4 separate regions of the Gossypium hirsutum genome follow, and regions 2, 3 and 4 are each linked to region 1. Evidence: chromatin contacts called from public Hi-C data. All regions are on one chromosome and are shown on one strand. Each heading gives the region's core, a stretch centred on a gene start, on an enhancer-like site or on the middle of the called end of the contact. The rest is flanking DNA. Distances are from core to core; before and after follow the strand shown.

Evidence for each region. A called contact is a pair of places that touch in the nucleus more often than the background predicts.
Region 2: a contact with region 1 is called in a Hi-C map of leaf, with 5 times the contacts expected there. The contact joins the promoter of LOC107888701 here to the promoter of LOC107902149 in region 1. A contact is called at or near these places in 4 of 34 Hi-C or Micro-C datasets (all in leaf).
Region 3: a Hi-C map of leaf shows a contact between it and region 1, with 3 times the contacts expected there. The contact joins the promoter of LOC107888709 here to the promoter of LOC107902149 in region 1. A contact is called at or near these places in 15 of 34 Hi-C or Micro-C datasets (callus, hypocotyl, leaf and 2 more).
Region 4: a contact with region 1 is called in a Hi-C map of leaf, with 3 times the contacts expected there. The contact joins the promoter of LOC107888699 here to the promoter of LOC107902149 in region 1. A contact is called at or near these places in 5 of 34 Hi-C or Micro-C datasets (all in leaf).

Annotation. Positions count from the first base shown.
Region 1 is chrA09:14,582,282-14,588,400 of Gossypium_hirsutum_v2.1, forward strand. LOC107902149 reads right to left here and starts at 2,531. Exons shown (of 16, transcript XM_016828372.2): 1 at 2,319-2,531; 2 at 2,160-2,254; 3 at 1,963-2,076; 4 at 1,604-1,708; 5 at 1,385-1,456; 6 at 774-886; 7 at 279-413; 8 at 1-16. The coding sequence starts at 2,415. It also overlaps the pseudogene LOC107960290.
Region 2 is chrA09:15,049,747-15,056,322 of Gossypium_hirsutum_v2.1, forward strand. It overlaps LOC107888701 (glyceraldehyde-3-phosphate dehydrogenase 2, cytosolic), which reads left to right and starts at 4,707. Exons shown (of 11, transcript XM_016812878.2): 1 at 4,707-4,957; 2 at 5,028-5,128; 3 at 5,551-5,666; 4 at 5,777-5,876; 5 at 6,009-6,155; 6 at 6,246-6,306; 7 at 6,383-6,480. The coding sequence starts at 4,930. It overlaps LOC107888700 (cytosolic Fe-S cluster assembly factor NBP35), which reads left to right. Exons shown (of 3, transcript XM_016812876.2): 3 at 1-1,076. The coding sequence ends at 733.
Region 3 is chrA09:14,962,127-14,968,816 of Gossypium_hirsutum_v2.1, forward strand. LOC107888709 (serine/threonine protein phosphatase 2A 57 kDa regulatory subunit B' theta isoform) reads right to left here and starts at 2,756. Exons shown (of 4, transcript XM_016812886.2): 1 at 2,404-2,756; 2 at 2,131-2,258; 3 at 437-1,854; 4 at 1-205. The coding sequence starts at 1,651. It overlaps LOC107888708 (AUGMIN subunit 6), which reads right to left. Exons shown (of 13, transcript XM_016812885.2): 9 at 6,360-6,485; 10 at 5,707-5,868; 11 at 5,283-5,586; 12 at 4,699-5,175; 13 at 4,283-4,528. The coding sequence ends at 4,488.
Region 4 is chrA09:15,030,183-15,036,485 of Gossypium_hirsutum_v2.1, forward strand. It overlaps LOC107888699 (glucose-6-phosphate 1-dehydrogenase, cytoplasmic isoform), which reads left to right and starts at 3,705. Exons shown (of 16, transcript XM_016812871.2): 1 at 3,705-3,991; 2 at 4,503-4,709; 3 at 4,789-4,874; 4 at 5,149-5,209; 5 at 5,300-5,486; 6 at 5,560-5,717; 7 at 5,800-5,868; 8 at 5,994-6,052; 9 at 6,152-6,188; 10 at 6,303. The coding sequence starts at 4,539.

The DNA.
Region 1 (6,119 bases), core at 1,281-3,780:
CACCAAGTTATTGATGCTGCTTAATACAGAATAAGCAAGTTATTGAGCAACGACATCACCAGAAATTCAAGAGGAAAGAAATACACAAATATTAGTGCTAAAACTTAAACATAAAGATCAAGAAGTAGTTGCATGAAATTTGAAAATTTTCTGGACTAATTCGAAATATAATGATGATGGCAAGGAAAGCATATTTCAAGTTGCTTAGAAAGCTACCATACAATATATGGTATATATGTTCATGAATAAATACTGTCCTCCAAAATAAACTTCACAACCTTAGGTCCATATTTTCAAGACGGATCCGTTCAACATACAAATCTTCACTGTCCGTTTCAGGGTTAATTTCATCATCCTTCGCTGGCTCTTTCTTATTTCGTCCTCTTGATCTTCTGTTCAAAAGCTTTTCCAACCTGCAAGGATCATATATCTGGAACGCATTAAAAGGAAGAGAAAGAAAATTTACAAAAAGTCAAGTTTATAAGGAAGAGAAGATAGAATACTAAAAGCATCTCATGTTCAACTCTGTATTTTGCGCAGTAAATTAACTATTTAAGACTCTTAATAAGTGAAGACCGCAGATTGGCCAAACGTTAGCTCAACCCGCCAATCATAATAATTCCAAGATATTTCGAGTTGGCAAAAAGTTTGTTAAATTACATTCCGTAGGTTTAATTTCAAATTACCTCTAAGCAGCTGCATCTAAAAGTGCTTTAACCAATAATATACCATAACAACTCATAAAAGGTAATGATTTCCCTAAACATACTCACCGGGTTAGTCTTAAGAGAAAGGCCCAAAGACGTGCAATAATCATGTCTACCTTCTCCATGAAAAAGTAATCAGTTGTACGATCAATTCCTATCCCACGTCTGAAGATGATGTACTAAAGACAAAAAGAATTATGCTTTGCTTCAGAGAGAGATCAACTAATACATCTGAATCAAATATGTACAAACAAACATCTGCTAAGTTTCTTCGATGGTATGGTATTGAAATGGCTCTGAATTTGTAATAAATTTTATGAATATATTATATCTTTATAGTAATTGGATAGCATGTACAAAATAATTGTGAAAATCATCTTACACGGGTCTCAAGCATAATATTGTGCCATTAACCAAAGCAAGTCTCTGGACTCTGGTCCATCTAATCATACAAATACATAGCAAACACCACATGAAAAATACTAAGAGAAAAAACAAACTAGTGCAAACTAAAGGCACAATAAAGGAAATAAGTTCAAAATCAAAATCCTTTCAGTTTCATCATTATTGATTTTGTTGCATGTTGAACTCAAGAAAAGAGAACCTTCTACCTACTAGTGGCTATCTGAAACAAAATAAACAATGATGCACCTTCCATTCTAAATTGTAACCACAACCTTATCAGCAAAATCTGGGAGGTTTGGTTGGGGGTGCTCTGAAAAATATCTCTTCAAAAGTGTCTTGTCAATCTGCATTCAGTGAAAACAAAAGGTCAAGATAAATATAAAAAAAAAAATGAAACTTAATAGCACAGAACAAAACACACACTATATATTCAAATAAAGACTTAACAAACGGCCATGATAATATACAAAACACACTAAGTTGCAGATGACCTTAGATTCATCAACTGTTATGGGAAGATTAAGAAGATATTGCCCTGCATGTGCAACATCAATCTCCTCATCAGTAGCTATCTTAAAATTACTCTTCTCCATCACCTGTGACACCAAAGGGAATTTCAAATTGCAATGTAATGCGAAATTTGTAATAAAAAAGAGTAGCAGTTGTCGTATTCAAGTTTAGTCATGTTAGGGAAAACATCAGAGACACACTAAACATAAACGAAATTCAAGTCATCAGCTTGTTATTATACAGACTTAATATATATTTCAGTGACAGCATTGTGAATTCCTGTTCCAATTTGGGGTTTTGGAAGAAACAACAACAAGAAGAAGAAGGAGAAGAAGAACACCTGAAATAAATATGTCAAGAAATTCTGTTCAAGTACATCTACTTCTTCAGAAGATAAATTTTGCTGCTGCAATTTCCGAGCCCCATTTACAGGGTCAAAGAGGGAGTATAATTGCTGTGAACATGAATTGAAACTAAAATTAGAACAAAAGGAAAGAAACACGAACAAAAATGGTTGAAGGAATATGTTAGCAATACCATTAAATCTTCAAACTGGAGAAGATACCAAGATCGTATTGTGTACTCCACTCTCTTGCAGAACTTCAGAAACTCAGCCCGATCAGAACTATGTTCTGCAACACATGAAAACAGTAAAGACTCAAGTAAAGAGAGGAAGTGGAGAAATGGGAAGCATACCAATAAGGTTGGCCAAAGTCATGATGAGCTTGGGCTTGAGAATGGGAATGACGGCTTCACGCTCTAGTCGAATTACATCCTTGTTTTTGCTGCCCATTGCAGAGAAGTGTGAGTTTGGGATTCAAAGGCCAAACCGAAAGAAAGGATGAAGAAAATAGAAAGAAGTATATGACTTTCTGAGATTGAGATGAAGAAGGTTAAAGTATGCCGGAAGTCCCTCTGTTATATCGAAAAATGCAATTTAATCCCTATAGATTAAATTAGGCGGAGGGAAATATCCCCTCTTTAACCTTTGTTGGCTTTCGCTCTTGTTAATAGTTAATATCGCGAAAAAAGTTGAATCATTATTTAGAGATATATGACAAGCTTGATTTTTCGAGCGTACAATCCAGCTGAATTTTTATTGACAAAAAAAAAAAAAATCAGCTGAAATTTAGTTGAAATTTCTTTGACAAGAGGGAATTTACTTTTTAGGATAAAAGAGGGTCAGTGTAAAATATATTTATTATTTAGGTCAATTATATCATTAATGGTAAATTTTTATTATGATCACTTAAATTAAAACGTTTTAATTTAATTACAAAATTATTTAAAAGTTTTCAATTAAGTCTTGGGACTCTTAAAATCGTTGCATTTCTCTATTCACAACTAACCAATCAATCATTTTTAATATATTCTTCTAAGGTATATTTTTATACTTATTGATGAGTACTAATTCACCATCTCGTTTATCGAATCGTTGTTTAGAGTTCATTAGCGTAATTAAAAAATAAAAACTTAATTACCTAATGACTTACATAAAAACTTTTGAATAGTTTAATGACTTAAATGAAAACTTTCAAATATTTAAGTGATCAAATTGTAAATTTTTTAGTTAAATGATCAAACCGATAACTTATCCATATTTTAGTGATTAATGGTGTAATTTGCCTATTATTTATTTATGTATTATTTTATTTTATTTATTTTTTACATTTTTAAATATAAAGTAATGAAAATGTTAAGTATTAAAGTATTATAAAATTAAATATATTTTATTTCTTTTTTAAAAAAATATTTAATTTAAATTAAAATTAAGTATTTTAAATTTATATTTGATTCAATTATATATTACTCTTGAGATAAGTTTATTAAATTATATTTATGTAAAATTAATTAGTTATTGTTATTTAAAAGGTTTTAGTGGATTTTTTTATTAAAATATAAAAGTAAAAAATAAAGTAAGAAAGAAAAAAAAACGAATTTATCCCAAAATTATTAATATTAGATTAATAGACCTTGAGAATTTTAAGATTTCATATTTCAATCTCACTTTATATAAATCTTATATGAATTCTCAGTACATATTTATTCTGGTTTATGTGCTAACATATAAGTAATTATAATTTAATATAAACTTACATATATTATTTAAAAAATATTATTATTCAGATGCAGTTTTTGTAATTGCATTTATGACTGTTATAAACCTTAAAATTATATTGTATTAAACATATGATTATATAAATATCAAAGACTCCTACTATACGTGGGCCGATAACTGGCAAGGCCAAGACGCTGTATTGGAAAGGCTTAATAGAGCCTTCACTAATTCGTTATGCTTTACCTTTAACCTCTTAACGAATGGTCTTTTCAACGAAGGCCTTACTGTTTCGAAGCAATGTGGATTACCCACCTCTAGTGCCATGACATTGTTAGTAATGCTTGGAGCAATTGCATCAGGCCCAATCGTGAGTTGTTTAAGAGTACAATCGCTTAGGGTACAAAATTAAAAAAAGTCTAAAAAAATATTTTTAATTTTTAATGTGAGAAAAAATATTTTAAATTAAAATAAATTAATTAAATACTTACTGCTTTCAATTTTTTATTATAAATGCTTTATTTCTTAAGGTCCCAAAAAATTTTCAGTTTTTATTGTATTACATTTTATAATTTTTTTTAAATGGAGTTTAATTTATTGTTTCATCTAGAACCTCAAAAGTATCAAGAACGGGCTTACCTAGCATTGCAGGATCATCTTTCTCTTGATTTGTAAATTTAAAATCAATAGTTCATCTTTGCAAAGATAGAATAAAAAGATATTTGGTGATCCTAAAAAGTGTAAATTAGATATTGAATCTTCTTTGAATGAAATACAATTTAATTTAATGTTTGGAGAGATCAAAAAGCAAGAGACTGAGATCCAAGACCAACATAGTCTTGTGGAATAGTAGCATGAACACATCTATTGGTTTCAAAAATCCATTTTCATTTGGAGCATGTCGAGTGAGTGCAACACTAAAAAACAAGTACTAAAAGCAGGAGGGCTTGGAACATAAATTTTTGGGGATTCGTGATTCGCCTAATATTTGATTGATAATCCTTTGGATATTAAATGATGCTTCTTAGAGCATTTGAAAAGTATTCTTCGTAGAGAAGAGACTAATGATGTTGACTCCATCAAGCATGCCTACCTTATCCATTAGGCAAGGAATGAGCTTGACTTACCATTCTTGGAGAAAAAGTCAAAGTTGCCGCCTTTCAAATTGGTCCCCTTAGGGTCCCCGATATCAATGGTAAACCAGGCATATTCTAACAATGATTTTAGGATATCATAGAACTTCTAGCAACTTGATCCACTCTTATGTTTTTGGATTTTAGTTTCTTAATAAAAAAGCTTGATAAAACCATTTTTACCTTTATTCTTAAAGGTGAATCCCAAGTTATGCCCACAGACTAGAGACCCATTAACCTTTATAACGAGGCATACAAAATCACCTCGAAAGTCTTAGCGAGTAGGTTCTCTCTCAATTCCAAAATGCCTTTGTACATGGGAGACTTGCCTTCGTTAATATGATTCTTGGAGGTGAAGTTCACAACATTAGGAGAAAGAATAAAAGAAAGAGCTCCTTAGCTGCTTTGGAAATTGATGAGTAAATCTTTTGATGTTGTCGGATGGGTATTTCTCAAGGCGATACTTGAACTAATGGGTTTTGGCTACAAACGAATTTCCCTTATTCTTCAATGCGTTTCAACAGTGACTTAGGTTAATGGAAGCCTGTGGGGGCACCTTGCCATGATCTCAAATAAGGAGACCTTTTATTCTCGTATTTGTTTATACTATGCCAAAACATTCTTTCCCTGATGCTAATAAAAAATAGAGTCAGGCAATCTCTTAAGAGGAATCACAATTTACCGAGAACACCCTCTAATTAATCACTTTTTATTTATGATAATTGCTACATTTCTTTCAATGTTGATATTGATCAAAACAAACCAAATTTTTATCAAAACAAAATTTAAATTACTTGATACTGATATTAAAGCTAAAATGATACACACCAAGCAATACTACTGATAGTGCTACAATACCAACAATCATGATCTAAACTCAAAGCCAGTACAAACATGTTTTAACATAATAAATTTTCATTTCGTACATGATTGGGAAATACAAGCAATTATAATTTTTCATTTTTTATCTCAGTTGCAGGCTTAATCATCTGTCCCACTGCATTTGAGATCTCTTCAACAAACTCAACAATCACCCCATCAAATACTGCATGTACACAGCCTCCCACACATTGCTGCAAAATATTAATTAATGCACTAATTACACAAAAACAGCTGAAAATTAGAACATGATTTAGCTAGCCCATATTGCAGTGCAGGGAACTTACTTGAGCGTGCCATATGTGAGGAGAGAGAGATTAGAGTCTTTGATCTTTGGCAATGCTCATGAGTTTTTGAATACTCCTTTGATCTCTGAAACAATCCCTTGAAATCCTCCTTCCAAGCTCACATTTATGGCCTGCTTCAGCG
Region 2 (6,576 bases), core at 3,457-5,956, 470 kb after region 1:
TCAAGACATTCACCAAAGTAACCTTGGCTGGTCTCCTGTTTATGTTGAGTCCAACCTTGGGGTAATGTCAATTGGGTTCATGCTCCCCAACCCTGATGAAGCTGTCATTTGGAGAGGACCGCGTAAAAATGGGCTCATCAAACAATTCCTTAAAGATGTATACTGGGGAGAGCTTGATTTTCTGGTTGTTGATGCCCCTCCTGGGACCTCTGATGAGCACATCTCAATCGTTCAGTTCCTACAGGCTACTGGGATAGATGGAGCTATCATCGTCACTACGCCGCAGCAAGTCTCTTTGATTGATGTGCGTAAAGAAGTTAGTTTCTGCAAAAAAGTTGGAGTACCAGTTCTTGGAGTTGTTGAGAACATGAGTGGCTTGTGTCAGCCATTGAAAGATTTCAGGTTTTTGAGGATGACAGAGAATGGTGAACATACTGATCTCACAGAGAAGGTTATTGAGTATATGAAGGAGAAAGCACCTGAAATGCTAGATCTCATTGCTGCCAGTGAAATCTTTGATAGCAGTGGTGGTGGTGCAGCAAAAATGTGTACAGAAATGGGAGTACCATTTCTCGGAAAGGTTCCATTGGATCCACAGCTTTGCAAGGCAGCTGAAGAAGGCAAATCTTGTTTTTCTGAACAGAAGTGCAGTATTAGCGCTCCTGCATTGAAGAGTATTGTTGAGAAGCTGATGGCGAAGTATTGGTGTAAAGAAATGTCTGTGGAACAGTAGCCCAGGGTGAACTAATGTTCAGCTGTACTTGGAGATCTTTGTGTAATAGAAGTTTGTTTGCATGTCATGTAATATTCATATAATTATTCCTTATTTTCTGGAATTTTCTGTGAGTTATAATACTTGAGTTATAGAAGTTCAGTACCCTACAGTCTGGACACCGAAACTTTACAAATTAGTACTGTAATTTTCTTTGGTAATTCTGAACTTTGTTTTTGTAATGTTCGCTTAATGGGATCACTCAGCCCTTAGAACAGATCTCCTGGTGCTCACCAGGATGCATTCATACACAGCTGCACTTTTAAGTTTATAGAGAGTTGGGTCGGTGTCAATACCCTTTGCAGGTGCTTTGTGGATTCTTGTGTAAAATGATTTAATGCTCTTACTTTGATGTGAAAAGCTTCACCATTTGGTTTATAGCAGGTTACCGGTCAACAGCTAAACCAGATCAGGCATTAGATCATGGTGGTGACATTCCGGTCATTACTGTCACTAAGGTTTCTTCTTCCTCTCATTTTTGATTTTATTCTTGGAACTTGATCAAGGGTACTGTAGGTACAACTAACGAAGCAGTTGTCTTTGTCTAGGTGATGAACTAAACAAGTGTTTAGTTAGAGGATGAGGACATCCTTTTAGGAAATCATGCTCTCCGTCTCGATAAGGGTATTTAAGGTACTTAACTTGAGCATTTCATATAATGAAATTGCAAAATTGTTCATCAGAAGCTGTCGTACAAATCCTTGTGTTTGTTGGCAGGGAATGAATTGTGCCTTCAAACTGAAGTTGAGTGCAAAACCATTGGCACTGTGGTTGTACACAAAAGATGATCTCCATGCCTTGACTTGACAGGGTTAAGAGAGACAAACACAGATGCATCACATATTAAAGCAAATGAAAGTAACGCATACCTCAAGCATGGTTAATCAATTGATTAGATTTCAAACATGAAAATTTTAATAAAAGAAAAGAAAATGAAAGAAAAAAAAATTATAATCACAGAAGCGAATGTTGTTGAAGAAATTCAAGATATAACTAATTAGGGAACTCAAAAAGAGATTTAAGTATTTGAAAATGAAAACGAAAATAATTAAAGATTTTGATACATTATATCAATACGATAAAATATATAATCAAAATGAAAAAATTGCCGACAACATTTATATATATAATATTACCTAAATCTATCCTCTAATATAGACATTTGAATGATTGGTCAAAATAAAAAGCTCAATTCATAGAATTAAATCCACTTACAAATTGTGAAAATATTGGATAAAAGGTGTAAAATCAGTAGGCCGAATTGATAGTTTTGTGAAAATGAAATGAAAAAAATTGAAGTTTTAAGGTATAAAACCTAATTTTTAATATAAGGGTTTTTGCAAAAATCATGACATTCACTATGAAAGATATAATATTCTTTTGTGGGGATGCAATCACTTTTAAATATCTTATTAATTTTGTAGTTTATATGTATTTAATAAATGTTGTTACAATCTACTTATATGGCTCTTTAGATAGAGAAATTATATTAAAATTTTTGAAGGATTTAGTATCCCATAAGGATGCAATGTTTCCTAGGAAGATTGTACAATTAAACTCTTATACAGATTAAAACAAATTAGGTTCCATTTGTTTCACTAAAAATGACTTTCGGAAAATGATCTCTTTGCTTGTATGTGAGGTTACTTTCAAAAGAGTGATATGTAACAATTGGGGTCATTGTTAGGGTTGTTGGATCTGGTGCCTTGGGTGTAATATATTCGTTTGTAAATTTGTAATTTTTTTACTAATAGATTAGTTAATAAAACAAATTTACAAATTACATTAATATACTTTGTATAATTGTTGTAGAGCTCAAATTTTACCCGGGCCCAACAAGCAGAGCCTAAAACACCAAATAAATTAACAGTCCAATTAACACTTCACTAAACTAACCACTAAACCAACCACTAACTCCATCACCCTACTTGCCTACAAAAAGAAAGAGGCAATCGGTTAGCAAACAAGTTGTAAAATTTGGCTATAAAAGCCATTCAAAACTATTGTAATAGGAGTTCTTTTTTTTGGAGAAAAAAGGAGAGAGTCTCGAATACAAGAAAAAGAGAGACTTTCGATACAAGAAATACACGAGATTAATCAAAAATCAAACCAAAAGAGGTGCTTTTTTCGTCAATTCTCGTTTTAAGTTCCTTGTTTATTTTATTTTATCTTTCAATTTTATTTTATTTTTTACATAAGAAGTAAAAATAAGGGGAAGAAGCTTATCCATTTTGAAATTACCGAAAAAGGGTTTTTTTTTAGGTTCGGCCGTCGTGTACAGTGGTGCCGATGGCGGCGCGTGGAGGTTCGGTGACCAGAGCAAGGCCAGACCGATGGCCAAATTTAGAAGGGAAGGGAAGAGTGTTATTTTTAATATTGTTATTATTATTATTATTATTATTTTATTACTTTTACTATTATTCTATATACTATTACTGATTTATTATCATTATTAATAGTAACGTAATAGTATTTTTATTATTTTATTATTTTTTTACCTTTTTATTACTATTATTATTAACTTACTATTATTATTTTTATCAATATAATATTATTTTTTTTATATTATTATTGTTATTAGCACGTATATTATTATTATTAGTGTATCATTGTTATTTTCTATTTTATTATTACTTTTATACTATTGTTTCTATTTTTATTATTTTCATTTTTCTATTTTATTATTACTTTTATACTATTGTTTCTATTATTATTATTTTCATTACTTCCGTTATTATTATCATTATTTTCTATTATCATTAATATGTCGTTTGTTTATTATTATTTTATTATTATTATTATTAACACTATTATCATCATTATATTTATTTTTTTTAATATCATTTCCATTATTTTTTAAATTATTATTACTATTATTTTTATTATCCGTCCTATTTTTAAACTATTTCATTCAATATTTTGTTGTACGTGTGTTTATTTTCCCCCTCCCGAATTAAATTAAATTTTTATTCGAATTTTCTTTGTTATTCTATCTTTTATCTCTATATTATTTTATTTATTATTATTTTTGTCTAGATTTTTCAAGTAAAGGCAATATTCGATACTTGGAAATTCAAGAAATCGTGTCCTAACGTACTAGGTTTCAGTTTTTCGTTTGATCTAAGTAACCGATTATCCTTTTAAAATAAAATACATGAGTTTTAAATAACATAAAGGCAATATTCCGTATTTAAAAATTCGAGTAGTCGTGCCCTAACATACTGGGTTTCGATTTTCCGTTTGATCTAAATATCCAAATATCCTTTTTAAAATTTAAATACATGTGTTTTAAATGAAATAGAAGGCAAGCTCATAATCGAGGGTCGATGTGTTGTGTCCTAACGTACTGGATATAACATTTTATCTTAAGATGAAACGGTCATTGGCATACGTTTTAATTCATCCAAATACTTCAAAAAAACATTAACACTAAGAGGAATCATATTTTAAACTCTTGTCAAATTTTTAATTTTCAACATTAAGACACTGAATAATCAATTAGGTACTAAATTTGGGCGTGACAAGAGTGATAACCCTTCCTCGCACGTAATCGACTCCCAAACCTGTTTTTCCAATTTTCGCAGACCAAAATTGTTGTTTTGATAAATCAATCTGTTTATTGAAAAACGACCACGTTTTGAGGTGACCCGATCACACTCCATCAAAAAGGATCGGTGGCAACTTTAAAATTTCGTTTTAAACAGTCGATTCCCGTTTTTTAAAAAAATAATTTCGACAGCTTAGAAACTCTAAACTTTCATTTTAAAAAGTCGATTCCTATTTTTCAAAAACAGATTAGTCCTAGAAGATATAATCAGACGTGACGAACTTGACTGATAGACTTAAGAAGAAAAGAAGATCATTAATTCATTTATGGATTTATTCATTCTGCACTGTACTCTTTGATTTTACGTTTTTACCCTTGCTTCTTCTTCTTCTCATCATCATCCAAGTGACACGTGAGCTACGACCCCACTTTCCTCGTGAGAATCTCCGTCATTTGCCCTTTTCTATCATTCTGTCACCAACACTTCCTCTCGTATATAAACAACCCTCCTTTTTACTCATTTTTTCCTCTCAATTCTCACTTCCTTTACTTCCGTTCTTTTGCCGTCGTATTTTTTTTCAGAGATTTGTTTTTTTTCGCTTCTTTCGATATGGGGAAGATCAAGATCGGAATCAACGGTACTATTATTATTATTATTGATTTTGTTTTTAAATTATGGATCTGATTTTCTTTTTCTGTTTGGTGAAGGATTTGGAAGGATCGGGCGTTTGGTTGCCAGAGTTGCTCTCCAAAGTGAAGATGTTGAGCTCGTTGCTGTTAACGATCCTTTCATCACCACCGATTACATGGTTCGTACACTGTATTTTCCTTCCTATTTCTCACTTATTTACTAGGTTTTGGCATTAGTCTCCGTGCATGTTTGTATTATATTGGTTTTAGTTTTAAGAAAGCTGATCTGATCTTCTCTGCTCTGAGATGAGTGATGATTTGAATTTTTTTCTTTCTTTCTTTCTTGTGATATGATTCTTGAACTTTTAGTGTTACCTAACAGAGCATGATGAAATAGTTTAAATTTCAACTGGTAAACTGATGTATTTCTTGTTCGATCTTTAAGAGATTTATTATAAACTTACTGGTTCTGCTTAGGTTTTTTTTAGTGAGCGAATCTTGTGTCTAATTTGAAAAGAAAGGATGAAAAATGAAGAACCGTTTTAATCAGTTTTTTTAACGATTTAATTATTGATGTGATTTGATAATTGTATTTGTACAGACCTACATGTTTAAGTATGACAGTGTTCACGGTCAATGGAAGCACCATGAGCTTAAGGTGAAGGACTCAAAAACCCTTCTCTTTGGTGAAAAGCCTGTCACTGTTTTCGGCATCAGGTGATATCATGTGTTTCTTTTTCAAAATGGGTTGTTGTAATTGACTTGAGGAACATGGTGAGTTTTCCATTTAGGAGCTATTTTTTTTATTGGCTTTTGATTTATGCCAGAAACCCTGAAGAAATCCCTTGGGGTGAGACTGGAGCTGATTATGTCGTTGAGTCTACTGGTGTTTTCACTGACAAGGACAAAGCTGCTGCCCATTTGAAGGTTTGTGATAATAATTTGATCCTATGCTTTTTTGGAGTTAAGGCCCCCAAAAGTTGTGTTTGGAACTTGATTTTCTTCTTCTTATCTTCGTGTATGGTATTCTCATCTGATCTATGCTTTTTCACTTTTTAGGGTGGTGCAAAGAAGGTAATCATCTCTGCTCCCAGTAAGGATGCTCCCATGTTTGTTGTGGGTGTCAATGAGAAGGAATACAAGCCTGACCTTCACATTGTATCCAATGCTAGCTGCACTACCAACTGCCTTGCTCCATTGGCTAAGGTAATAGTGGTTTCCCTTTTATTTGTTTTGGAGCTTCTGACAAATAGTTTTATCTTCATGGTAATAATGGTCTTGTAAACATGGTGGCAGGTCATCCATGACAAATTTGGCATTGTTGAGGGTCTTATGACCACTGTCCATTCGATTACTGGTAAGTATATATGGTGTTTTATTGCTTTCTGTTGCTATCCGTATGTATTGTTTATTGATTAGTCTCTTCACTTCAGCTACTCAAAAGACCGTTGATGGTCCATCAATGAAGGACTGGAGAGGTGGTAGAGCTGCTTCGTTCAATATCATTCCTAGCAGCACTGGAGCTGCCAAGGTATATAATCATCTTTAGATTTTCAAATACTAATAACTGTATTCACCTTTGAATAAATGTATTATGATCAACAATGACTGTCTTTATTATTTTTAA
Region 3 (6,690 bases), core at 1,506-4,005, 380 kb after region 1:
GCAAGCACTCCTCAAAGAGCTCAGGGTCAGTGGCGGAGAAAATCTTTCGGACGTTTAAAGTCAAACTCTCCACTGCCTGGTTCCAGTGGTTTCTTGCGTTCTTCTCCAAGGATGGGAAAATAATTGGAAGTATAACTTTCCGGTTCTGTCTTATTAGACTCTCGATATGATCATTGTTCCATAAGAATAAAGCCCTCTCTGCCACCTACAAACAAATTATAAACACAAGGACATATTTCATGCTAGCATAGCCGACTCGATACAGTTTCACATAGCAACAATGTCCAGATATCGCCAGACAATAAAGCCTTTAACTCATATTGATGAGTTCCCCTTGTTTCAAAATTCAATTCACTTATCTAGGCATATTCTGTTAAGGGACATTCATACGGAAAAGAAGCTAAAGTTGCAAGTAGAGAAACGAGGAAATCCCTACCTGAAAATGGGAACTACTCAAGCAACGGCCTATCTGACGGAACAAGGGTACCATGCAGCGTTGAAACTCGGCAGGTTGTGTGGCTTCTAAAACTTCCTCCAGTTCACCTAAGAACATGACTTCTTTCGAGCTATTTGTGATTGGCCAATACTTTAGCAACCCCCGTATAACGGTTTCGGCAAGCTTGCAGTCCTTCTCCACGAATTGAGTAATGCAGTAAGATAACTGCTGGTGGTACATGGGTATACACTTTGGTTTATGAAGCGGTATCAGTGCACGGACAAGAAAGAGCTTATGTTCTTCCTTCAATGGCAAAGCAAACCCATTGATTATACTTCCCAGTATTTCTAGAAGCTCTGCGATTCCGTTATGTTTTTCAGTTTCGAAAATAAAGCGGTAAAAGATGTTATTGATTGCCTTCCTGATGAATGGACGATGGACCATAAATTTTCCGTAGATACGATGCAGAACGGTTTTAAGATACTCCCTTTCTCTGGGGTCCTCTGAATCGAAAAGATCTAACAGCCTTAGAACAAAAGAATGATCAATATACCGCTTGGCCAATTTTGCATCTGTCTCGGGTGATGCCACAAATCTCAATAGAAATTCATAAACAACTTGCAAATGAGGCCACGCAGGGTCCATCGAGGGTTCTTCTTCTTCCAAATCAAATGCTTCTAAAACCTTGTTCTCACGGGGCTGAGATGTTAGCGCTCTAAACAAATTTACAGATACCATCTTCACGATTTCTTGCATAACAATCTCCGAGAATTTTCCATTAGCAGATGAAACATAATCCACAAGCTCATGTAAGGTTTGCCGCTTGAGATCCTTCTCTTTGAGGTTTTTTGTCGGGTCAGTGAAGTCAAACACGATGCAACACAAGTTCAGTTTTCGGATAAGCAAGTTCTGCTTCTCAGAATTCGGTACATCTCTAAAACTAGGTAAAGCCTCAAAAGAAGTGGTAACCATATTCCCATTCAGTTTCGTATTCACCACTTGAGAAAACTTGTTACCTTGATTCAACCCAGAATTTGGAGAACTAGAGCTGGAAAAGGACGAACTGCTAGAGTTTGCATAGCGGTTACTAACTTGATCACTGCTTCTTGAACTGGTAGAAGCATTTGATGATGAAGTAGAGGTTCCTCCTCCCTCACGATTGTCACTCGACTTAGATGGTTTCCGTGGGAGCCTATTAAGTATTTGTTTGATCATCGTAACTTAAAACCTCGATATGAAAAAGAAAACCCCTCAAAGAAAATGCAGTATCATCATACTCGAAGTGGACAATGAGTCAACCCAGCCATAAATATGGGACTCCATCCTCAATAAAATGAGTTATTACTCAAATTCCTCAACAGAGAAGCTTCATTGTTTGCCTTAACAACATCAACCAAACTTCATATGTTGAAAAAAATCTAAAACACATAAAACAAGTCCAAGATAGAGAACATCAATCAACTAAAACAAAAGCCCCAATTAGCAAATAGATGGCAAAGCATGCATCACTTTGAGATATAGATAGATAGATAGATAGATAGATAGATAGATAGATAGATAAAGAAACCGTATGCCTAAAACAATAAACAAAAGTACCCAATTTGATCACCCATTAAAGCCATGAAATTCAGCTAAAAGCTTTAATTTTCAGGCTACATAACTTTAAAGAATGAAAAGGGGCAAAGAATTTCCACCTGTGTTCCCCTTGGCTCTATTTTTCCGTAGCTTCCAAAGATTAACAAAAGCATTAAGGTTGACCGAAAGGTAACAAGATCTGGGTTTGATCTTAAAATCCCAAACAGCATTTTCCAACAAAAGCAACCTACAAAATTATCCAAAAGAACATAACCCAAAATAAAACTCTAACTAATATGAAGAAAGAAAAAGAGCTTTGGTGCAAAACCAAGAAAAGGTGAGGAAACAAAAATATGAACAAAAAAAAAAGAGGGTAAAATCTGTCTACTTACAAAAGAGATAGTTGAGCTACTCCTTTCTTTCTCACACAGAGAGATAGAGATTTTAGAATTTAAAGAAAAAAAAATGAGGGATTTAGGAAAAAGAAGAAAAACATCATCCATGAAACAACCTTTGGCTGTTGTTGGTGGTGTTTTAGTTTTCCTTTTTTTCTTTTCTTTCTTTTGTGGAAAATAATTGTTTAACTTAAACCCATATCTCTATTTTTTTTTATTTTAGTAAAGATTTAATCTTTTTCTAAATCTTCTCAGCAAAATTTCATTTTCAATCTCAAAGCTCACACTTTTTTTTCACTTTTGATTTTCTCCCGGATGAAGATGGAGAATATTAAAAATGAGAAATACAACAAAAATGATAGTTTAATATTCCCACGCGCTACTCAACTCGAGTGGTAATTTTTAAAGACTTGACAGATCCATTGTTGTCCACGGTTATCATCTAAAGGCCAAAGCTTCCATCTTTTCTTCCGGCTTTAGCACAGTTTTCCATTCTGGTCGGGCAAAGGACCTCACGTGCACTTTGGCGCGTGCCGTAGAAACTATAATGTATCTTTTCTTTTTGTATTTATCTTTTGTGAGCTGTTTAAAATCATTACAAACTTGAATTATAATCTTAGATAGCTTACAACATTATTACCATTAAAATTTTCTTCAAACCTTTCATTTCCCTTTAATATGTAAAAACCCCAAACTGTTCATCTCACATAGATGAAGGTTTATAAAGATATAATTTATTTAAATTAAGGTATAATAACAAATGCAGCTCCTAAAATTTATATTTTTTGTCATTTTGATTCTTTTCTTTTTTGAATCACTTTGGCTTTCAACTTTTAAATTTTAGTTAAATTGTTAAACTTTTAATGATATTAATGTAGCAACACATGTGACAATCTACATGTTATATTTTTTGAATTTTTATGAAGTATACATAGACTATTACAAGGGTTACCACATCAATATCATTAAACTTCTAAGTGTTCCATCAATTTTTCCCTCCAAAAAATAAATTGATTAAATTTTAAAGGTTAAGGGATTAAAATAATAAAAGAATTAAGATCAAAACAACAAAAGAAAATGTTAAATTTATCATTATAACTTAATTAGTCTTAAATATCAAATAATTTCATTTTTTTCCTGTACTATAGTTGCAATGAAACCCTTCAATAGTATAATTATTAGTTTAGTTATCAATTGAGATTTTTCTCATTTGATAACTATTGTGATCATAATTATGAAAACATAAATTTAAATACCTTTAAGCATGTTTTTCGAAAATCATAAGTGGAACTAAATATTATATAAAAGGAAAATAAATCCTGGCTTTGACTTGATTTTTTTGAACATGTATGAAAAGATAATTTTTTTTAAATGTTACGATTAAGTTATCTAAAAGACTTTGTTGAAATACTATTTTAATTCAAAATTTTAATTGAAACAAGTTTTAAATTTTAAAAACCAAACTAAAACTTGATTATAATTTAAGAAAATCTAATATACTTAACCCTTGGAAAGGTATGTATCGCAGGTACTCTTTGTTTTCTTTTTTTTAAATTAAGGTGTTTACCGCCAATAACAGTGATTAATTCCTTCGCTACAGGTACATTGAAAAGAAGTAATTGCAGGCCCTGAAATGGACAACAACACATTAATCTAAAACTTACAAAGTCAACAAAACTCCTTTGCAAGCAAAGCAATGAACGTCATCTATAACTTTCTGCATACAAAAATTGACAACAACATCTAATGAATTTCGCTTTTAAAACATATCATGATGTTAAAGGATAAGCTAAATAATCTCGATTTACCTTTCATAAATCGAGAAACTTCAACGAGCCATCTTGCCAAAGTACCTGTCAGTACCAAAAGGCTTGCATTGTGGGCAAAAATTATATAAATTTTCTTTAAACTTCAGTTGGTTACAAAATAATCGCAATAATCAAGGCTTCATCGTGGATCTGTCTCTCAAAAGTACATACAAGCATCGTGTTGAACAACAAAGCAATGGGTGAGTGCTGGACATCCAAACCAAGGACCCAAAACCAAAACCATATCCGAATGGAATTGTCCAATCCCTGGTTTCAATGCTCCATCAAAGCAGCTTCTGTTTCTGAAAGTGGAGCTGCACAAAACAAACCTCCAAATCAAATACGACCTCATGAGGAGGTAGAAAACGAACAAAACTCCGCTAAAAAAGTGGAACCATGGTGGCATTAGATTATTACACACTTATAGTACAGCGCCTACATCGAGGCTATATAATAGTATTAGTTTTCAATAAAAACAACATACCGAGCAAATCCTCATAAGTATCGGCTAACAAGGACATGTCCATCAGCAAAGGAGGAGAGAAGACCTGATCTTGAGCATCATCCATGTCAAAAAATGATTGTCCATCAGAAGTTGCAGAACTTGAAGCAGCGGCAGAGAGAAATCCATTTACTTGATCGTAATCATTAAGAGAATCTAGATTGTTCAACGTTTGCGGTAAGTCATCATAGTTATGACTCCCAATTCGACCATTACTGGCATGGCTATCGAGCAAGGAGTTGTCAGTTTGAGTTGAAAATAATCTCTTAGTCTTTATTAAGCTCACTTTATTTTCCGGTCCCCCACAAGAAAAATTAGTTGACGAAACAGGTACGAAGAATTGTTCAGAACTTTCATTAGATTGATTGTCCCGTGATGACTCTAAATTGCAGGATGGCGTTGACAATGCAGCTTGCCTAACAGATCTTTTTAAATTCTGAATATAAGAATTGTCACTATCTGCAACATTAAAGGAGTTAAATTACCAATTCTCTTTCAACTAATAAAAGAAGATGCATTAAATCAATAACATGAAGGGAGACAAGTGGAGCATAAAAGAAGCAAACCTTGGGGTGGGTAATCTACATGATTGTTTACAGATGGCTGTTCCACTGAGTTCCTTTCAGAAAAAGTATCAATTTGATTGGTCTGAGGAGCAAATGTATGTTGCTTCTGCCTGTTTCCACCTTTTCCAGCTGAATTTGGGGTTAGGGGAGCTCGCTTTTGCATGGCTCCACCTTTTCCAGATGAATTCGGGGTTAAACTAAACAATTGTGGAAGCTTTAAAGCAGGAGGACTAGCTGAAATCTTCTCAAGCTGAACAGTAGACATTTTTGAAGTAATGTCACCAACATCATCGGAGCTACTCTCCTGCATGATCAATAAAAATATCGTAAAAATGAAGCACAAGCTCTAGAAGCACAAGTATCCAAAATTTCAAATAATTTCAAATGCTTGCATAACATGAAAAATTGATGGAACATTATTTACCAAGGTCCTTCCACTGCTCTGAGCTTGAATAGGTGAAGAGGCTTGACCACGATGTTTGGCCATTGTAGGTAAGTTGGAGGAAATGCTATTTACTTTCTCTGTACAGTCTGATATTGACTTCTGGATTGCTGGAGCAACTTCCTTTAGTTGGTTAATAAGCACCTGCATTTGAATCGTATTAGAAATTTGTACATGTCATCTGGAAAAGATCAGTATCTAGAGTCGACAAAGATATGCCAAAAAGACCCTTTAGAGAGAACTTAGAAACCTTTAGAGAGAACTTAGAAACCATAGAAGCAATTTATAAACCCACAAAACATGCTCGTATGAAGCAAAGCAAACTAATATATTCCCACTAGATTCTACACATCCACTGTGGGTGAAAAAAAATAGAGAAGTAAAACAAAAATACACATATAAATATCTCTGCTGGCATATTTTTATTTTTATTTTGCTGTAATATTTAATTATTTCATTTCAAAAACTGATTTGTCTCTTGACTTGTAAAACCAACTCAATCAGAAGTTCTAATAATAGAATAGATTTGGTCAGTTTTCAATCTCCAAATAATTTAAGCTAAAACTTTTATATATATACCAAATTTTGGTGTTCTACATCATCAAGAACTACTTAACGTGCAATGGATATATCACCTGAAAGCTAGCTAGGTGTTGCTGATGCTCAGCAAGAGTTGCAGCTAATGACTCAGCATGTCCACTAGTGCCACCATCATGTGCACTTCGTAATATATCAGGACCTTCTCCATTATTAGCTTTTGCCTGCAAAGCAATAGCAATACCATTATTGCATACTAGCATCTTACTTCAACACTGATAATTAGCAACATGAAATCCATAATTCCATAAAAAAGTTAATCATAATTTTGAATTTCTAAATTATTTTTCAATACTTTAGAAGGCGCAGACTAAAAATTGCTCATTTCTGATATACCATAACAGATTTCTTATTCACATCTCAAAAAGA
Region 4 (6,303 bases), core at 2,455-4,954, 450 kb after region 1:
AGGAAATATTTATTACCTCTTTTTGAGATGTTAGAAGATGGACCCCATAAATTGGAATAAATGTAATCTAGAGTCCCTTTTATTTTGTGCGCTGCTAAATCGAAATGACTCCGGTTTGTTTCCCGAAAATGTAATGCTTGCAAAAACCTAACTTACCAAATCCAGCGTCTTTGAGAAGCCCTCTATTGCACAAGACTGTCATACTTTCTCACTCATATGACCCAGTTGCATGTGCCAAAGTTTGGTTGAATCAGAATCAATGGAGAAAGAGTCACGTTGTGTTGTCGCGGCATCGGGTTGATTCTTGTCATGACGTGATGGTAATTTTGGCTTTCTTCGATAATCGCAGCTGCTTCAGTAATCTTTGACTTTTGCAGAACGTATAGACTACCATTTTTCTATCCTCTCATCACAAGAAGAGCCCCACGAGAAACTTCTAAATCTTTTGATTCAATGACTATCCTGCAATTATTAAAATCCAAAATTCCTAATGAGATAAGATTTTTCTTTAAATTAGGAGCATACCTGACATCTTACAGTGTCAGAATAATTTCGTTGTACATTCTAATTTGTACTGTTCTAATTCTAGATATTTCACATGGAGAGTTATTCCCCGTCAGCACAACTCCACCTTCAGTTGAACTATATGTGGAGAACCAGTCCTTGTTTGGACACATGTGATAGGAGCACCCTAAATCTAAGATCCATTCGAAAGTAAGATGAGAGCATTTGCTTGTTGACAGCAACAAGAAACCATTACATCTTTCCTCGACTATACTAGCATTAACAACTTCGGCTTTCTGCTTATCTTTCTCGTTGTTTTCAGCATCTTTTTTTATTTTATTTTATTTTGAAGTTTCCAACATTCTTCCTTAACGTGACCCACCTTTTTATAATAGCCACAATATTTGTCACGATTTTTGGATTTGGATCTTGCTTTAAACTTGTTTCGATCTATCTTTCTGGTTTGTTGTCTGCCTCTTGCATCTAGAATTGAGGCTTACCTATCTGATTTTTTATTTGGGCCTAACTCATTGTAAATTTTATCCTTGCTCAAAAGATTCCCCTCCGCATCCTCAAACGAGAGATTATCTCTTCCATAAATCAGAGTTTTCCTGAAATTTTTATAAAAAGAGGACAAATAGTATAACAACAACATAGCTTGATCCTCGTCACTAATCTTTGCTTCAAGATTCTTTAAGTCATTAAGTAGTGTAATAAACTCACTATATGAGTTCTAATTGGCTCACATTCTGTCATTCTGAACGTGTAAAGGCGTTGTTTTAAAACTAACCTGTTGACCAAATATTTCGTCATATATAAGGCTTCTAGTTTTTTCCATAACACAAACAAAATTTTCTCCATCAGAACCTCCTGTAACACATTATTCGTGAGGCATAATTGAATAGCGGATAGAGCCTTCTCATCGAGCTCTTCCTATTCTGACTGATCCATATCTACGGGCTTCTTCCCTGTAACGACCTTTTTCAGACTGTTTTGAACTAGTATTGTCGTCATCCGAACTTGCCATAAACTGTAATTTGTAATTCTATCGAACTTCTCAATATTGAACCTTGACGTTGCCATATTTGAACGAGTTGGTTGCGAAAATTGAACTAGCTCTGATACTAGTCTATAAGGGATAAACCCGATTAAACAACGAATAAAGCAAAGAAAATAAGAATTGAAAAGATCGAACACACAAATTTTTCATGGAAAAAATCCTTAAAAAAGGATAAAATACCACGGGTAAAAGGAGAATTCACTACAATAAAGAAGAGTACAAAAAATGGAGAGAATTAAAAGAAAAATCTGAAACCCCACAAAAAAAAATCTTTTCAAAATAAAGAACAAAATTCTCTTAATCTAAATATTTTTTTGTGTAAAACCTAGAGTAAGTAAGGCCTATTTGTAGGCTGAAAATTCGTAGCATATATAACTACAATAACTCAAGGTTAATCAGAATTAAGTGGAAACCTGAAAACATAGTTTAACTGGGAGAAAAAAAAAGCCAAAATAAAAATTTGGTCAAAATTAGAGGCATTCTCCCTCAAAATATATAGCAAAAAATTAAAAAAATTAAAAAACTTTTTTAAATGTTTGTAATTGTAAAAACTTTTTACGTCAACTTTTACTTCAATTATAATTATTTTAACTAAACGTTTTTAAGTAATATTTTTAAATTAAAATATAATTATTTTTAAATGTCAATTTAATAATATATTAAAAAATAAAAGGTATTCTTGTTGGTTCAAAATTTTTTTTAAACTTATTTTTTTATATATTAAAACATTACTTTTGAATTTACTATTATTTTAATCATATTATTAATTTAACCAATAATTATCTAATATCTTCTTTTCATGTTCTAGATATTTCGAAGAAAATTACCAGCAACTCATGGCACGATAAATGTGATTTATATTTATGAAATAATTTTCGTTAAATTATTTGTTTTGTTGTAGAAACTTTATGTTAAATAAACATATATAATGTCAGTAATTAATAATAGTATTGACGAAATATTACTACAAATTTTGATACAAACAAACAATATTCTAAAAATTATTTTTTATGTATAGTAATTCATGTTAAAATTGATATTTTAGATATTAAATTCTTTTTATATTAATAAATAATTTTTTATTTAAATTTGATATTTTTTCTAATATGATACTTAAGTTTTTTTTATTATCTAATTTAATTCTTATATTTACAAAATTTATATATTTTGATATCCATTATCTAACTGACTATTATTTGCACTTTCTTTTGTCTATTATTAATTGACCCAATTTAGTCCTTATATTATTAAAAAAATTAAATAAGATTAATTTTCAACAAAATTAGTATTTATTGTTTAAATAAATGTTCATTTACTATTTAATATAATTAATATTTTGAAAATTTAATGATTTTGCAAATGAAGTATTTCGTTTAAAATTGAACCATGAAAATTTTTAATTAATAAATATTAACTCTACAATTTAATTTTATTTAAAAATTTTAATACATAAATTCCACGGACATACTTATATTGATGAGGTTATTTGTTGACGCATTTTGTTGAATTCTGACCAAGGAAGTGGAAGTCCATGATTTAGTCATTGGATTCCTATATGTACAGAATTCATTCAAAAAATAAGTTCATCCCAATAATAATGGTTACACAAAATGGACTCAACTACCACTTAGTGGTAGCTATTTTTTTCTTTAAAATTACAGGATGGATAATTTCGCATTATAAAGACATGAAGTAGGGTGATGCATTATTTTCTCCTTTAATGAAATTATTGAAATTGATACATTCAACCTCCTCTTAACACCCACGATCTTAACTGGATTCGTCAAATCAAGGCCGTTCATCACGTGGAAAAAAAATTCTGATCCGATCTTTATTTTATTGGACAGCGACGGTTAGAAAGGGGCGTCGCCTTTTTATTATTCTCAATTTTCTTTTCTTTTCTTTTTGGGGGTTCATTTGATTCGCAATTTTGTTAGCGCCAATAGTAAATTGGATTTCTTTATAACGTCGTCAGTCGTCACCGTATATTTTTCGTATTTACAATATACTCCTTTGGGATTTTTTTTGTTTCAGCCCAAAATGAAAAAGATATTACTAAAGTATGCAAAAACTATGAGCCCATTTTAGCTATATTTTAAATTAACGGTTATAAATATATTGAGAACAAAGTTGGAGGGGCATGGACATAAATACGGAGAATGAAGGTGGAAAATATGGAAAGGAAAAGACAAGTTGGTGTTTAACTACGGCGGCTGGTAAGAAAAAGATCCCACACATTGAGACAAGGGGAGTTGGTGACAGAACAACAAGAGCGATACAAAGACTGCAATATAACCTCAAGCTCTGACGCCCACTTTTCAAACCTTAACACCAAACTCATACCAACCACTCTCGCTCTATATATCTGCCTCTCTTTCTTTCTTTACAATTCTCAGGTTTCATTGTTCTTTGAATCCTGCTTTCAAGGTTTGTTTCACTTCTTTATCTCAGGTTCTTCATTCTTTCTTCCCAAACATGGTTTTATTGATATGATTGGTTTTCTCATTTGATCTGGGTTTTGAGTTTTTAATGTAAAGTCTGTTTCTTTATGGGATCCATGCAATGAAAAGTTTGCATATTTTTTTGTATGTTTCTTTTGCATGTTCTTCACAAACCTTTGATTTCATATCTTTATTAAGCCAATTGTCATTTAGTTGAGTGAAAGTGAACTCTTATGTCACGCTCTGTTTCAGTTTTGGCAGATTAATCAAATCATTTAATAGATATATGGGCAAAACGTGATTTTATTGAGCTTAATTTCATTGGTTTTCTCCTTTGATTTGGATTCTGAGTCGAGTTTTGAGTATTTCATTTAGAATTTGTTTCTTTTGAAAAGTTTGTAATTTTCTTTAACCTTTCTTTTGCATGTTGTTGATAAAAGTTGAGCAAAAATGAAGTCTTTTTGTTTTGCGTACAGCTTACATTTCTTTGAGTACAGGTCATAAAAGAAACAAAGAAAGGCAAAGCTTAGAAGATGGGATCAGGTGAATGGTGCCTTCAAAAACGAGATAGTTTCAAGAGTGAAACGCTTGTAGGCAATGAGACTGTGCCGGAAATTGGGTGCCTTTCAATTATTGTTCTTGGTGCCTCTGGTGATCTTGCCAAAAAGAAGACTTTCCCTGCTCTCTTTCATCTTTATTGCCAGGTTCAAGTGTTTTAGATTCATTGATCAACTTTGGCTTCCCTGATAAGGCTAACCTTAGATGGTAATTGTGTGTATGCAGGGATTTCTGCCACCAATTGAGGTGCACATTTTCGGCTATGCAAGGACTAAGATTTCAGATGACGAATTGAGAAATCGCATTCGTGGGTGAGACGTCTCCACCTATTACTAATCGGTTTTAGTCCAATGCTTAACATGGTATCAGATTCCAGAGTTTGTTATGTTATTCTTCCTACCTAACCCCATGTGTGGTTGACTGCCCCTACGTGAGGTTGAGTGTTAAGTAGTGGTATCCCACATCTGTTTAGTATTAAAGTCAACTCCTTCCATTATTATTGCTTGGTTTTAGGTCGGATGCTTAATGAATAGTTGCTCACACTTTAGCCAAATTGCGTTAATTTATGAATAATTGAAATGGCAGATATCTTGTGAGTGAAAGGAGTGCTTCACCATCAAAAGATGTATCAAAGTTCTTACAGCTGGTCAGTACAAGCCTAGTTATATGTTCAACATGCTTCACTCCTATTGTTTTTGCTTCTTAGCTTTTAACTAGCGATTGTTATGATTTGCAGATTAAATATGTAAGCGGATCATATGATGCCGCAGAGGGCTTTCAAATGTTAGACAAGGAGATTTCAAAGCATGAAACCTCGAAAAATAGCCTAGAAGGGTCATCTCGGAGGCTCTTTTATCTCGCTCTTCCACCATCAGTATATCCATCTGTTTGCAGGATGATCAGGAGATACTGCATGAAAAAATGTAGGTGCTTTTGTTCCTCAAAGTTCTCCTCCATGATTAGAAGACAATATCTTATGTATGTCTTGTTTTCCAGCTAATCTTGGCGGATGGACTCGGATTGTTGTTGAGAAACCATTTGGAAGAGATTTAGGCTCTGCAGAGGAACTAAGTTCCCAGATTGGCGAGTTGTTTGATGAACCACAAATTTACCGTATTGATCACTATTTGGGAAAGGAATTGGTCCAGAACCTGGTAATGAATGTGTAAACAGTCGCTTTGTATTTCTTGATTTCTTTATCAGCTCGGCTCAAATCTGGCTTTGTGGCACCTGCAGCTGGTTCTTCGTTTTGCAAATCGCTTCTTCTTACCCCTTTGGAATCGTGACAACATTGATAATGTACAGGTGAGTATCCTTTTGTTTAGGATATTGCAGATGTTCACACCATTGGTGGACTGTCGGAGCTTTGTTAATAAATTATGATTATTCTTTTGAATATTAATCTCTATTTTCTTCGTTTCTTCGGGTAGATTGTGTTCAGAGAGGACTTTGGAACTGAAGGTCGAGGTGGATATTTTGATGAATACGGGTGTGTTTGATATCATTTATTTTCCCTAGCATCTTGTATGTGATTTCTATGTTAAGTATTTGCTTCTTAGTTCATTTTCCTTTTGTGCTCTTTGTGCAGCATTATCCGCGATATTATCCAAAATCACCTGTTGCAGGTAATTGTTATAAACTGAAGTGCCTTAGATCTTTACCGAAACAAAAACAAGCTGGAGGAAAAACATGCTATGTACCATTAGCCTACTTATTTATCGAGTTCATACCAACTGCAGG